Regions from separate parts of the Bos taurus genome. Here region 1 is linked to region 2. The links are chromatin contacts, called in public Hi-C maps. All regions are on one chromosome and are shown on one strand. The core of a region is the stretch at or near the end of the contact, and the rest is flanking DNA. Distances in the headings are between cores, read along the strand shown.

Region 1 (3,108 bases), core at 73-2,572, 70 kb before region 2:
AGGCTTCCCACAAAGACTGAAACACACAGGCAGTCATCCTTAACTACACAAAGAGCTCCAGGCAGCTGCGTAAAACCTGGTATTTAAGTCAGTGCTGAGGGTGGGTGTTGTGTTATGAGCAGGGTGGGTTCAACTTTTGGGGGTTTCTTGGACAAGGAAAGTCTGAATAATGTCCTGTGCTGTGCTCAGCCCTCAGAGAACATTCAAGAAGTTCCCCTTCTGCACAGATCCTTGGCTACATATTTGATAGATGGTATCTCTTATCTTAACAGAAATGTATTATTCCAGTTTTACAGATGAGGAGACTGAGGCTCAGAGTGGTGTAGTAGACCTCTCAAGGTCACAGTTGATGGAGCTGAGATTGACCCAGGTTTATGAACTCAAGCTTAACGCAGGAAAACAGGAGAGAAGAGTGGCCAAGAGCCAAGAATCTGGAATTGCAAGACTAGACGGAGAAGCCATAACACCTTTTTTTAATAAAAACTTTGTTTTTCTGTTTTTCTTTCTTCAGGGCTCAGTTTGTGTCACAAGGAGTCCATACTCCACCCTGGGAGCCCCAGCTATTGCGGGGTGGAGATGTGGTGGGAGATATCCTATTTCGCCCCCTGCTGGTTTGAAGGACTGAGCTTGAAGACCAGAATCCCAGTTGCAAGGTGGTTTCTGGAGGCCACCTTTTCCTCCTGCTAGCCAGCTCCATGCTTAGTGCAGTTGCAGAGGGTAGAGAATGAGCTGATGTCCTGGGAGTCCCAGCTGAGGCTGTGGCTGGTGTCTAAAGACAGCTTTGTTCCCTGCTGGCCCCTCTGCTCACCTGAAGCCAGGGTTGAGTTGGATTTCAGAGCCCCAGCATGAGGATGCCCCTGGCTGGTCCTAGTCAGTATTCACCTCTCGGTGATATATCTTATGTCCCCAGTGAGCTCTGCAAGCTGCTTCCTTGGCCCCAGGGGTCCACCGTGGCCCAGACCCCACACTCACCCCTGAGCCCCCACTTACCGTGTTTCACGTTGTCCTTCCACTCGCCCACGTAGTGGTCGCCATTGACAGCGAACACCTGGTGCCTCAGTCCATTCTTCTGGGCCTTCTGGTCCCACTCCTTCCACAGGGGCTCCGACTTTTGCGGGCACTTGAATATAGGCATGTTGGCTGCTTCTGTGGGGCCAAAGGGTTAGGAACATCAGGAGTTCAGTTTGCTCCAAGGAATGCTGGGACCCTGGGACTTCCTGGAAAGACACTTGTCTGAGGTCAGGTGGGGTGAGTCATGTGTGTTCTGAATGCCCGGGGCAGATGAGCAGCCCTTGGGGGGGATTCTTTTGTGCTGGACTGATGTTCGGATGTCTCCTCCCTTGCCTCCCTAAGGGCCCCCTGGGGCGGGGAACCTGATGGCACAATTGCTTGGGATGGAACCCAGGGAAACCAGTAGATCAGAGGGGTTTGTGATGACATCAGGAAGAAGCTGCCCTGGGGAGAGGGTGAAAGTCACATTAATAGCCAGTATGACCAATCAGGGGCTTCCCTGGTGGCTCAGATGGTAAAGAATGTGCCTGCAATGTGGGAGACCTGAGTTCCATCCCTGGGTTGGGAAGGTCCCCTGGAGAGGGGAATGGCAACACACCCCGGTGTTCTTGCCTGGTGAATTCCATGGACAGAGGAGCCTGATGAGCTACAGTCCATGGGGTTGCAAAGGACATAACTGAACAACTAACCTTCATTCACTCATGACCAATCAGAGTGGATGCTGGAGTGGTGAGCACTGGGACCCACTACAGGGGAGTTGGGACCTAGCCAGGCCACCCTTGTCTGGGTGGGCAGACAGCCCTGTGGCACAGCCCCCAGGGACATCCCATTACCACCACTGGTTCAGCATCTAGCACTTTAGGCCCCAGGTCCTGCCTCTGGTGGAAAAGCACAGGGGCTGGCTTTGCAGGGGTTTGTGAGCTGTCAGGAGAGCCCATCAACTAACGATACTGTCTCTAGGATGACCACATGTCCCGGTTTCCCTGGGACTGAGAGGTTTCCTAGGACATTGAACTTTCAGAGCTAGAACTGGGACAGCTCCAGACACACCAGGACGATTGATCATCCTGCTACCTCTGACCTCTGCCCTCTGCTTGGGTACTCTTCCTGTCTGCTTGGTTAGGTTTTTTCCATCAGACAAGGGCTCTCCTACCCTCCCTGCCCAGTGCAGAGAACTATTTAACCATCAGCAGGCAGAGTTATTGACCAATGAGTATGACCCCAAGGCTGAGCAGGTTTCAGGAGATCATGGTGTTCCAGGCATCCACCCATTCAGGGCCAGCATCACAGATGTTCAACCTGAATAGCTGCATAGGTCCTAGTCCTTAGAAAGGTATGTGCTTGGTCTTGGCTCTGCTGTCACTTTTTAAAAATTCCTAATACTTCCTGAGCCAGGGCCTCATTTTCATTCTGTACTGGGCCCTGTCCATCAAGGAGTTCCCTGTAGGGACACAGCAGGGACCTTCAGGAATCTGACTAAGCTGGCCAACTGTACTGGCTAGTATGTATTTTGACAATCATGCCCAGGAATTGGGAAAGGCACTCAAAGCAAGGAAAACAGCCAGGGCATGAACTGGGCAGAGGGAAACAGTCTCAGGTCCTAAATTTAATGTTTTTCTTTTTTTTTTTTCCTCCCATTTGCGTGTACCATGAGTACTGTGATTAATCTTTTTTTTTTTTTTTAATATATATTTGGCCATGTGGGATCTTAATTCCCTGACCAGGATCGAACCCATGCTCTTTGCATTAGAAGCTTCGAGTCTTAACCACTGGACCACCAGGGCAGTCCATGATTAGTCTTTATATTGAAATTAATTCACTTTAAAAGTCAATACTTTTATCCAAGAAAGAGATTTTATGATCATTTCTTAAGCCTTAGCTAGATACTGGGGCTTACAGTTGAGACTGGCAAATGTTAAGAAAGGTGTTAATGTCACATTAGCCTCAAGCTGACACTTTCTCCTTGGCTTACTCAGAATTGTAAGAGAATCCAAAATCTAATAACTTCCTTACATCATTGGATGATTACCCTTCATCAGTGTAACATATCCTCTGTCCTAACTTTCAAGAACTTAGATTCTACCCTAGAGGAGGCTG
Region 2 (2,839 bases), core at 221-2,720:
CGAAGGGGCTGCAGGGCCACCCCAAGCCAACTGGGGACTTTTCCAAGGGCCACTGACTGTGGTGACAGGGAGCAAGTCTGGACAGAACAAGCACAGGGACAAGACCGTGACTGATGGAGGAGGAGGAATGGGTGGGCATTTGGTCTTCGAGATGCCTACCCCCGCTCCCTTGGTTCTAGAATGTATTAAAGCAATGATGGAAATTACCTGGTCCAGCCCCAGGGACATGGTGATAAGGTAGAAACTGGGTTTAAAATCTTTTCTCTCTCTCTCTCTTTTGGTTGGAACAGAGATAGGATGGGGATGAACAAATGATTTCAGATTGGGGCTTCATCTTTGCTTTTCCTCCACTTCTCTGCAGGCCTAACGGACTAATTTATCAGAAGTTTCGCAATCAGTTTTTAGCGTTCTCCATTTTTCAGAGTGAGTGTCTCTTGCTCAGATTCTGGGGACGGGCACGGTGTGGCTTTCACTGGTGGAGGTTGTGTGAAGAGTGGAGGTTGTGTTTTTCTTGTGTGAAAGGAGTGGAAGGACTGGGGGAGGTCCCTGGTCGGGCAGGGAAGGGTCCCAGAAATCCAGAAGGAGCTGCCCACCATCTCTCCCCACCACTCCATCAGCTCCATCCTGCCGTCCAGCCCCCTGCCCCTGGAGAGGAATGTCTACCCCCTGGAGCTCCAGTTGCTGCCTTTTTTTTCCCTGGTTCAGAATCTGACCAGTTGTGCCCCTCAGGAGCTGCGTGGTGTTGGGAGCATCAACTCTGTTTCCCTTAAAATGGACATTTATGTTCTTTTTCTTATTTAAGAATAGCTCCGGATTTGTACACAATGAGGGGTTAACTCTGAGGAACAGAGATTGGATGGTTAAAGACAGGGAGAGAGTTTTACTTTTTGCCAAGTACCTGTTTGTTCCCCTTGAGTTTTATGCTGAATACATCTTACCTATTCAAAAAAATACAATTTAATTTTTAAATAAAACCCTGCGTACAAACATAAGCCAAAAAGGAAAATTATGTATAATTCCATCCTTAGGGTGTTAATAGACATATGTCCTTTTAAATATTTTCATTCATAAACACATACACACCTATAATACTGTATTATGTATAATCTACAAACATAGGATTCTTCTACACAGCTTTTTTTTATAACCTAGTTTCTATTCTTTTAACAGTTATGATGGGTATTTTTCCATGTCGACACGCAGAATTCTGCTTCCTCGTTTTTTGGGTTCAGACGTGTGTGTGTGTGTGTGGTGTGGTGTGGCGTGGCATGGCGTGGTCTGCCTCCTCGTTTTTTGGGTTCAGATGTGTGTGTGGGTGTGGGTGGGTGTGTGGGTGTGGTGTGGTGCGGTGTGGTGTGCTACGGTTCAGTGTGTGTTGGGGGTGGGAGGAGGTTGTACCCAGGTGCCCCTGGTGTCTGGGCAGTGGAGACCCGCCGGCCTGCCGCGGAGGTGTTGCTGGGTCCCCTAGTCCCTGAGCTGGGCGCTGTGCTCCCCCTACAGGCTGTGTCCAGTTCCTGCAATATTATTACCAGAGAGGCTGCCTCTACCGACTGCGGGCCCTGGGGGAGAGGAATCACCTGGACCTCACTGTGGGTGAGTAGCCTGGCCTGGTCAGCGAGGTGACAAGCACTGACCCTTTCTGTTCCCCCAGACTTTGCCCCGTGTCCGTCAAGGGGCCAGGTGCCGGTAAGAGCCTGACAGGATTTGCCACATGCAAAGCCAGGGCTTGCTGGCCTCATCCTAATTGCTTTTTGTAATTCATGGTGGATTCCATTGCAGTTGACAAATGCAAGGCCAGCTGTGTGCCAGGCCCTGGAGGCTAAGTGCCTGTAGCCTATCCTTTTTAAATGTCTATATTTTTTTCCTATGTTTTATGACATACATAATGCTAGTCTAGTCTAGTGTTTTTACACTTGTGCAATTTATGTGTTCTTAACTTTAACTCATTGGGGTGGGTGCTGCATCAGGAAAACTCAGAGACCCTTCCTTTAAAACTCTCAGGGGAAAGTGTTGTTAATAAAAAATCTGTTTTTTGAAGTGGTCATTTCCATCGAATTACTCTGCGCAGTAGGCCCTATTTTGTCAAGACTCGATTGAAATGAAGCATGCCATAGCCAGTTACGAAATGTAAAATCCTGTGCAAATTATGAAAAACCAAAAACCATACTAGTGCTGGCATGTCAGCGTCCTGTAAGAGTGGTCAGCCCACTTGGGTCACAGGGACGTGAGGTGCGAGGGCCACCAGGCCTGGCGGTAGGTAGTCCACGTGTTCCCTGGGTTATTTTCCAAGTTAGCACTCACCCACCTGAAGGAGGTCAACACGCCTGATCGCAGAGTGACGGGCAGGGCCAGGCCACCTCACCCAGGCCCTTCACTCCCTCCTTCCTCTCCACAGAAGGATTTCAGTCCTGGATGTGGCGAGGCCTCACCTTCCTTCTGCCCTTCCTGTTCTGTGGCCATGTGAGTCCCCCTGGAGTTTGTGGGTACCCCCTTCCAGGAATAGAAGGTCCTAAGGCCACTCCCTCTCTCACCAACCATCTGTGAGCTGGGGCCCTCGGGGTCCTGTGGCTGGGACGGCCCCTGGGTCCAGGGAGGCCAAAGGCAGGAGCGGGAATTGGCCCTGGGCACCCGCATGCCCCACCCCAGGCTGGGTGCCCCAGTTTCATTTGAAGGGGGTTGTCAGTGTCTCAAGGGCAGTTTACAGCAGAAGCTGGGGGGCTTGCCCCTGCCCCCTGGGCTTTCCCACCTGGGTCTCAAGGGGACTCAGGTGAGCTGAGCAGTTCCTGCTTCCCCTCTTTAGTTCTGGCAGCTCTACAATGCCGTCACATTGTTTGAGCTC

The links. A called contact is a pair of places that touch in the nucleus more often than the background predicts.
Region 1: a contact with region 2 is called in a Hi-C map of liver, with 1.8 times the contacts expected there. The contact joins the promoter of MORN3 here to the enhancer-like site in region 2. A contact is called at or near these places in 4 of 11 Hi-C or Micro-C datasets (blastocyst, liver, skeletal muscle and 1 more).

The regions. Positions count from the first base shown.
Region 1 is chr17:53,595,051-53,598,158 of ARS-UCD2.0, reverse strand. MORN3 (MORN repeat containing 3) reads right to left here and starts at 1,322. Exons shown (of 6, transcript NM_001040550.2): 1 at 991-1,322. The coding sequence starts at 1,135.
Region 2 is chr17:53,525,727-53,528,565 of ARS-UCD2.0, reverse strand. It overlaps TMEM120B (transmembrane protein 120B), which reads left to right. Exons shown (of 12, transcript NM_001101908.2): 8 at 362-423; 9 at 1,501-1,593; 10 at 2,396-2,460; 11 at 2,801-2,839. Among named protein-coding and RNA genes, the nearest start is that of RHOF, 17 kb to the right of the region's middle. Within about 2 kb of position 1,470, at least 8 of the 102 cell types and tissues checked have an H3K27ac peak or open chromatin away from gene starts, as enhancers often do. A contact at or near this core is called in liver, where this site is marked.